2 separate regions of the Zea mays genome follow, and region 1 is linked to region 2. Evidence: chromatin contacts called from public Hi-C data. All regions are on one chromosome and are shown on one strand. Each heading gives the region's core, a stretch centred on a gene start, on an enhancer-like site or on the middle of the called end of the contact. The rest is flanking DNA. Distances are from core to core; before and after follow the strand shown.

Region 1 (4,851 bases), core at 1,764-4,263, 140 kb after region 2:
TAATGTTGTCAAGGATCTTGAAGCCAAGATGAAAGGTGGATAGTCAAGTTAAAAGGGTTGGGTCTTTCATACAGACATACTTCACAGGATGGATAATGGCATTGTTTAGTTCAAGATATGGTCCCACACGCAGCATACATACAGAGAAGAATATGAGTTTTGTTTTATTCTTATCTCCTTTACGATTTTTTTGCTTCACTTTTCTCCCTGTCTGTCATAATCAAACCAATTGTCAGTCAGTATGCATAGTCGTCCGCTATTGCTCTTTATCTTTAGCTTTTGTATGAAGATATTATATCATTTGTTTTGGTATATAAATCAAGGAACGAGCCATGTTTCCAGCAGGCTTGTTCTGTACCAAACTGATCACTTGTTAATTATCTCTACTACTTATTAAGGCTGCAAAATTAGTCTGCCATTCCGTGTTCTGCCACTATTCCCGGTTCTGCCATTCCTGTTCCATGTTCTGTCTTTCTCATTCCCTCCTCCCCACACAGCACATTCCTATGTTCTTTCATTCCCATTCCCTGTTCTGCCTTTCTCATTTCCCCCTCCCCAAAGCCCATTCTCATTCTCATTCCCACACACAACTAAAATTAAAAAAATACAAATGACCCCAAGGGGATTGGAACCCGCGACCTCTTAGGCAAATGCAAGCAGTAGCTATCGCTACACCACATGTTTGTTTATGTCTTCATCTATGACAGTAAAAACATCTACTACATCTCTCTCCAAGCCTACCCTACTACCCTTGCACAATGCATAGTAGTAGATAAGTATCACCGAGATTCTTGAATTATATTTTTGGATGGAATGAGTAGTATTTAAAGAAGAGTCTTGCATGCAATTTCTTTTGTTTGAATAATGTTTTCAACTTAAATTCTTTTTTTGCATGCGTGTCATTTATTCTCCATAATATTTTTCCATGGATCTGACTTGTGAGTTATTTTCATAAACCAACGCCAAGGATGAATCCATGTTTCTTGCTTGGAAACCCCAAACAAACACCACTAGCAGGAGGCGCTCACGTTGGCATCACTCATCGACGACGAGAAAAAGTTTGACGGCTGCCAGTTCGACCTCTAGAAGCAGTCCTACGTGGCCGCATGAGCCGCTGTGTATGACAAGCTCCGACGCAGCCGCCGCTTGGACGCGGTCCAGAGCGGCTGCACCACGTTGTCCATCGTCAAGCAGGGGGACCTCATGGTCGTTGCCAACGTTGGCGACTCTCGGGTTGTTCTGGGCACCACATCCAACGACAGCGTCATAACGCCGTCCAGTTCATCGTCCATCTGAAGTCCAACCTGCCATGTAAGTCGCTACTGACTGGCCATGAATTCTTGTACGCTCGGACGACGGTCTTTGCTAACGTTGTGTGAGTGTCCTCGAACATGATGTATGTAGAGGAGTAGCGCATCCGGTGGTGTAACGGCCAGGTGTACTACATTGCTAATGAGCCCGAGGTGCACTTCGTCTGACAGCCCAGCCAAGAGTCATCGGTACTCGCCATGTCACGCGCGTTCGACGACTACTATATCATGGATTGTGGCGTCATATCGGCGCCGGAGGTGACGCAGAGGAGGACCGACAGCAATGATCAGTTGGTCATCCTCCCACCGTCGGGGTAACTTTTTATGCTGGCCTGCCTTGAATTCTCTTCGCAAACACAAACAATTGTTTTTTTGTTTGAGCAAGCGCGTATGGTGGTGCGTGCTTGATGACTAACGATGTACGAGGGAACTTTTTCCGGCAGGCTTGGGGCGTGCTCTCCAATGATGAGACCATGGAAATCGTGGCATATATCGAAGTCTGTATGATACTGATGGTTGCAATGTAGTGATGAAACAAATAGATTAAAATAACAAAATTTATGTATGACCAGGATCACAAATGAATTATGAAACATTTTCTCATAACAATATAACACACATTTTGTATATAAGTTACCGTGGTATTATATGTCCCCGTTGCAACGCACGAGCACTCACCTAGTTTAGTTCTTGTGTTTGGTAAATTAGAGACTAAAAGAGACTAAATTGAAGGGACTAAAAATTAGCCCATGTAACCAAACGGGGCCTTACTAATCTCTTGTTGCTCTAATCTTTAAGGTGTCGTTTGGTTCACACATTGGTAATGTAATGTATAACTCATAACGTTAAATTATATTTGTTTAAGTTCAACCGTAATCTATACCTAGAGATGGCAATGGGGACCCGATCCCCGATTCCCCGCGGGGAATTCCTCTATTAGGGGATGGGGATGGGGACGTTTCTTCCCCCACGGGGATGTAAACGGGGGAAAATTCTCCCCCGACGGGTAAACGGGGACGGGGATGGAGAAGCATTCCCCATCCCCGTTCCCCGCGGGGACCCGTTAAACGTACATGTGACAATGATTTCATGTAATAGTTAATGATAAAAAATAAAGAATTACCTTGTCAAGAGATTATCCGTTGTACAAATACATTGATTTTAATGTGCACAAAATGATTTTTACATCTAACAATGTGTATAAGTGATAATGTTTTACATTAATAACAATAAAGTACAGTTTAATTATAATTTAAGCGGGGATGGGGATCCTCGACGGGGATTTATCCCCGCGGGGAACGGGGATGGGGAAGAAATGTCTCCCGCAAGCATTCGTGGGGATCCCCGCGAGGAAATTTTTTCGTCGCGGGGACGGGTTTGGGGAGCTAAAACCCGACGGGGAATTCCCCGTTGCCATCCCTATCTATACCACACTAGAAATGGATACCAGCTTATTCAAACTTGTTACTATCGATATTCGAGTCTGAATTATTACTATTATCTTTTATATTATATTTGGTGAAATAAACAGAACCTAAAATTTGAGACTAAAAAATATTGGTGGGGTTGAGGCTGAACACGGCCCAGGTCGGCCCTACTGCATGACGCCTAGCTAGACCTCAAAGCATCACACACACACCATCGTCCTCTCCTTTGCCAGCGCCGCCGAACCCGCCACCAGCCTTCTCCCATCCTCGAAGCACGGAAGGCTCCCAGAAGGAGCTCTCACCTCGCAGCCATCTCTGGCACGTCCGTCCTTCTTCTCCCTCGGTCCCTCCCCTTCTCCACAGCTATCGGATTGGCGTTGGAGTGGAGATCGACCCGGGCTCGGAATTCCCTTCGTTGGTAAGGAACCCTAATTTGGTCAGATGGGATTTCCAACTTCGACAAAGCCCGCGAGGTCGATCGATCTCAGTTGACGCGAGGGATTGGAAAACTAAGTTGCGGGTGTAGTTAATTTTCTAGGAAGATTGGGGTTTCAGCTCAAACTCCCATGCTCGACGCTGAGGACGACCCTGGCGGGAGATGACGAGGATCTTCGTGCAGCGCGGGACCGCCGGCTCCTCGTCCAGCTCCGGCCGCTCGGACACGCAGCCAGTGCAGCCGGCAGCAGCTGCCCGGGAGGAGGAGTTGCCGCTGCAACCTCAACCACAGCTGCCGGAGCTATTGGCCATAGATGATACAACTGATAATTTAAATGAGGGCAGCGAGAATATCAGCAATAAGCCTTTGAGGACGGATGACACCATTTCAGAGAGCTCAAGCTCCGCAGAGGAGAGGGCTGCCAGGGAGAAGCCTCTTAAGGATGACTCTAATGTAATCAACCCCACTTTCTTAGTAGAGGAACCTGTAGGGATCCAGATCCCTGATCAGATTGAGCATGAAAATTCTGTGCTGTCAGTCACTGGTTCATCACAGATGGCAGGTGCAGCATCGCACCCACCACCACCGCCAGCTCCACCTCCAAAACCATTGTTGGGGAATAATGGCTTGCGGAGAATGGGGCCTGGAAGTTCGAATAGTGTGCGGATTGGATCTTCAAGAAGGCCAGTAGCTTGGCCACTAGTGGCAGCCCGGACATCTGCTTCAGGTTCTCGGCCTTCTTCACCTAGGTCACTTGTTGATGGGGAAGGTTACAACAGTGCTGATGAACAGGGCCCCTGTTATGCCTTGAGTTATGATGATTCGGTAATGATTTCCAGCTGTCTTGTTTTGCATTTTTATGAGCTTTAACCCCTCCTATGACATTTACAGCAGTACTATATTCATTACCATTATTGTATACTAATAATGTGGATATACAATTCTAGATGTTTAGCGTCCTGTATAGTTAGACAATATGCTCCTAGGTAGGTTGGCTGTGTTTTCTATGTGTATGATGATAATTTGAATATGAATTTTATATTTCCTCCTGGTGTCAGTCTGTCAGATAGCAGAATCATTCTTATTACTTTAGCTATTTTATTGTGAATAATATAGGCAGACACAAATTTTAGTCAAGAGAGCCTCATTTTTTTTCTTGCTTATATAGTAACAATTTACTGAGTCACTAGGTCATGAGTTTGAAGCAGCCTCTCCGCATTTGCTGGGGGGGGGGGGGGGGAGGAGGAGGATTGCTGCGGTTTATCCCTCCCTAGACACCACTTATCTGGGAGCCTCCGCCACTGGCTCTGCCCCTATTTAATATTGTAGCTGTTTATGTTGTGTACACGAGTCAGTGTAATATTGTATGATCGTATTTTTTGCAACTTCTCATCTAATTTATTTTGTGCCTCAGGAAAGGGAGCGTATGTTTGACCATGACCTAAGGCGAGTGAAAGGGTTGGAAATCAGAAAGATGGCCGAAGATGGGAACTGTCTATTCAGAGCTGTTGCTGATCAAGTTTATGGAGACGCAGAAGCTTATGACATGGCTAGGCAGATGTGTGTTGATTATATGGTAGGTTTCGTCTTTGCATCCAGCACTAATCATCTGGTTTATATCTTGTTAGGATAATCTTTTGCTTATCCAGTGCTTTAAATTAATAAATTTTAACCATCA
Region 2 (4,709 bases), core at 1,268-3,767:
TGTTATGGGTGGTCCGGAGCTCACTTGGTGGGGTCCGAACCTTATCCAATGGCTCCGGGCTGCTTTACTTCGAGGGTCCGGGTTGTGCGTACAGAGGTCATGTGCCTTCTGGGTCTGACGGCGTTGTCTCCGAGAACGCCACCTTAACTGCCCCATGAGATACTCCTAGGGCTGTTCTCGGCGCGGCTAAGCGTAGCCGCACAGCCATCGTGCCTTCATACCGTAGCAAGGGATACCCCTAATCCAGGGTACCGACAGATACACTTAGGGGTGGTAATGGATCACGATCTAAAGTTAGATACACTTAGAGATGGTAATGGATCACGATCTAAATATTTATAAGGGGTTGTTTGATTTCTAGAAACTAATTTTTAGTCTCTCTATTTTATTCCATTTAAAATAGAATAAAATGGAGGGACTAATTAGTCCCTAAAAACCAAATATCCCTTAAGTTAGGACTCTTAATTAATTTTAGTTTCAAAAATAAATACGAAGAGTTTGATCCTAATCCAATTTGATCTTTAAATTTTATAGTGTAAAATTTAGAACTCATTACCACGATATACTACGGATGATCATAGTTCATCACTTAATGAAGGATAATAAGGGAACTTTATGTTGTGCAATGATTAAAGGTGTTCGTCATTAACATGGGAGATCATTTTGAGTGGTATACTACTAAGTGAGGGTTGAATCTTAGTTTTTTTTAATTCTAGATTGATCTACCGTGTTTTGAGTCTATTATTCAGCAGATTGTGTATCCTTTTGAATAAGATTTCTAAATTAGTGAACATTTCAACTTCTCTATGACTCAAGAATTAAATCCATGACTCCAGTGCTAAAATGGTCGTACGAAACAAATGAATAAGAGTGGAGATACGACTTCAAAACTTATAAATCCATGACCCCAGTGCTAAAATGGTCGTACAAAAAAAGCCAACAGATTTCACCACAGGTTTCAGTCTAGTTTTGAATGATATCACAACCTCCCTTCTCCCACCCAACCTTCCTCGTCCTCTCTTCAAAGATCAAATGATGATCCGTTTAAATCCCTTCATTACAGTTGAATTAAAATATATTTAGTGCACTGAATATCAAGCTTAATTTTTTTACATCCCATGATTTTAAAAATTCTGATATAAATATATCTTAAATTTTTATATAATAGAGGATAAAAACTAATTATATACATCACTGTATTACATTTCTTTCTAATTTGCAACTTACAGTATGCTCTTTAGCTCGCTACTCAGATGCAGTTTTATCTCTGCCAACAACAATATACAAATATATACGCCATCCTACCATATTATCTTAATTGATCGATATTCCTAAATTATGATCATACAATAGATTTTAATTCAAAGGACCTGAACAGAACCTGAGCGAAAACAAAACGGTAGACCTTTTGACATCATAGCAGAGACTACAAGTTCATGAACACGGCCCGAACCGGGCGTTCCAGCTCATGAAAATTTAATTTATATAAATTAGAAAAATAATCCGGCTAGAATCATTCCTAAGCTCCAATCCCCAATCCGTGAAAACAGAACAGGACCTAAGTTTATCTCCATTAGCTTCCTCATCCCCACCTCCTATTCTAAAATTGCAGTAGTCATAGCCTTATAGTGCTGCAACCCAGAATTAGGTTGCAATCTTAACAGAAACCAGAATTAGTGAACATTGATCCACTGGAAGCAAGACATCTTAAAGGTCAAAGTTGAAAAGAAAATTGACAATCAGTAGAATTAAGACTAATGGTAAAACTGTGTACTGCAGTTTGACTGAACTAATGGAAATTCGAAATTATGGTAGAACTATCCGAGGAAACAATTCACAAATTCTTTTTTTTTAAAACATGTTCCCTTCCAAAGCTTAGACATCTCCATTTGATTTGGCAAAGAGTCGCACGAGTGATGAGCTCACAGAAGCGCTGCAGAAAACAGCTGCCACATAATGGTCATACACTACAGGGAACTCGATGCCCCGGATGAAGACACCTAGAACTGCAACAGGAAGGGAGGAAGTTCCAGAGAAAAACTCTCTGGGACCTCGTCGTTAATTTTGCATGGCTATGACTCGACACGCTCCCACATAGCAAAAGGGAGGCGATCTTAAGGGCCATGCATACAAAGCAAAGTGTTACGGTCAGTGACCAAGAAACCAAGATTGAAATACTGCATGTACTATCGCTCCGGGTTCCAAAATGCGGCACTAGACGCACGCGCTAAGCGGATGGGTAACGCTTCGCTTGGGGCACAAGCGCTAACATAGCGGCGCGGCCGCCTAGGTGGAGCAGCAGCGGCTGCTGGCTCCCGCTACCCGCCCACGGCGAGCAGTGCAGCCGCCGGGGTGCGGCGCGACGGCCCACCGGAGGCGGGAGGTGCGCACGCAGAGTCGCTGCCCTGTGTGCGGAGGACCGGAGGCGAGGTTTGCGACCCCGTGCTCAATGCGGCGGCGGAGTGGGGGAGAGAAGGTTAGGGTTGGGAAGAGGGACGCGAGGAGAGGATGCAGAAATGTGCGTGTATTTGTAGACCTGTGGAGATATGGAATGGGGCTTCATCTTAGCAGGCCTTTTCTAGAGAGATTGGGCTTGGTTTGTTGTAGGTTTCTACATGGACCCCGTAGTGGGCCTATGTAACTTCGACCGGTTCCACTGTGTTTTTCCCCCTCTTGGCTGCCACCACGATCGGTTCACTTTTGTCGGGTTTTTTTTTATAAAGTTCATATGTATTCAAACATTAACAACATAGTACATAGATTAAAGAATGAAATTCTCCGCTACATGGAAGTAGCCACCTTGCTACTGAGCGTAAGGTATAAGTGCTCCTAAAGAATGCATCTAAAGTGCCCATATGACGAGATACACTTCAACAATTTTTTGCAAAAACAAAGGTGATACAACCATTTCTTTTAACAAGCGTTGTAGCCATCAGTTGTACCACCGTTTAAAAAGGCATTCTTGCTGGCCTATTTCTAGCGCTGACAAGCTTCATCATAACCTACCTCGGTTTATCCATCACCATCAGGCATTATAGAAGAATCGATGTCCAGCTGCTGATAAATAAAACTTTAGGCACAGATTCGATGCTTGGAATTGAATTCTATTTTAATAATCATAATTTAAGCATAGATCTAATATAGTTTTATATAAAATATATTTATATACTATTGCTGGTCATAACGAGAGATATATTTATGTAGATAGATATTTATGTATTATATTTCTACTATAGAGGACGAGCCAGAGAGCATGTTATAAGTTACAAAATAGAATTATGGACTAGTGATATATAAAATCAATTTCCATCCACTAGTCCTACGAATTTAGAATAGACTTATATCTAAACTTTAGAAAGTGGTGGAAAGTCAAATTTCAAACCAAATAACCTACTATTAAATACAATTCCAATTTCTTAAAAATAAAGAAATCCAAACGCACCTCACAGAAACTATCAAAGTGGCAAGGTAGAATCTTCACATAAGCAAGTAGGTGGGATGAGCCTTACAAATGTGTCTTTACCTCGTGACCAATTATCTCCTCGCGGTAATAAAATACCCAAGGGACTATTTAAAAAACCATATTTCCTCCATTTTAATTTATAATTCGTTTAACTTTTTTACCTTAAGTTTGACATGTTTGTCTTACTAAAAATCATAATTATTATTAACTTTTACTGTGATATCGTTTAGTATATAATACTTTAGATACGGCTTTAAATTTTTTATTTTTCCATAACGAGACGGTCAAATTTGGCACATAAAGTCAAACAAATTATAAATTGGGACAGAAGGGGAAGGTGTTTCTTTCGGATAGCATATGCCCAACTATCATGAGAGAAATGAAGGTCGACTAGCCAAGATATTATCAATTTTAAGAAAACTAAATATAGCTCATGTTGACGCTATGATCTCGAGGAGGGGAGGAGTTGACGGTGGCGGCAGCAGTGCGAGGGGAGGGGTTGACGACGATGGTGGTAGCGCGAGTGAAGGGGAGGGGTGGCAGGGACACAGAGGAGGGGAAGGGGGAGGCTAGGTGCGATTTGGAGTCGTGGGGGAGGGAGAGGAACAAGGGATGATTAAAATAATATTGTCGATTGGATTTGAGTAAGGAATAGAGGGTTATCTAACGATCTGAACCGTTAGTATTGATGGTGTGTTAATCTGTGTGTAATTTGTTTGGTAGATTTAGTGGAGGTATAGGTGTACATTCGGGCCGCCCGACCCGGCCTGGCCCAAGCCCGAAAAGGCATGTATTGTTTGAATTTCGGGTCGGCCCGACCCGTTTGAATTTCGGGCCGTGCCGGGCCGGCCCATGGGCCTAGCCCTCGGCCCACGGCCCGGCCCGTAATTGCTTAAACGTGCCGGGCTCATTTCGGGCGGCCCGAAATTATAAAAGCCCGAAATTCACATTACGGCCCGAAATTCAATTTTAGGCCCGAAATTCAGTTTTTGGCCCAAAATTCACATTAGAGCCCTAAATTCAAAAAAAATAATAAAACAAATAAAAGATAAGACAAATAAATTTGAACAAAATCAAACTTAGTATTTGTATTAAAGTTACCACAGCTATGCAATGACTACCTCGTTTATAAATCATTTTGTTAGAAGGAAAAAGAGTATAATCAGCTCTATACAAAGTTCGTAAGTTCAGTTTATTGTCTAATGTTCATAACAAAAGCAAAATTACATCACACACTCTAATTCAA

What was found. A called contact is a pair of places that touch in the nucleus more often than the background predicts.
Region 1: a Hi-C map of tassel shows a contact between it and region 2, with 2.5 times the contacts expected there. The contact joins the promoter of LOC103164604 here to the enhancer-like site in region 2. A contact is called at or near these places in 4 of 25 Hi-C or Micro-C datasets (ear, leaf and tassel).

Annotation. Positions count from the first base shown.
Region 1 is chr10:117,013,817-117,018,667 of Zm-B73-REFERENCE-NAM-5.0, forward strand. LOC103164604 reads left to right here and starts at 3,014. Exons shown (of 8, transcript NM_001291850.1): 1 at 3,014-3,998; 2 at 4,588-4,749. The coding sequence starts at 3,336. It also overlaps the pseudogene LOC103642739.
Region 2 is chr10:116,875,669-116,880,377 of Zm-B73-REFERENCE-NAM-5.0, forward strand. No RefSeq gene overlaps it. Among protein-coding and RNA genes, the nearest start is that of LOC103641620, 7.8 kb to the right of the region's middle. Within about 2 kb of position 2,518, at least 20 of the 20 cell types and tissues checked have an H3K27ac peak or open chromatin away from gene starts, as enhancers often do. A contact at or near this core is called in ear, leaf and tassel, where this site is marked.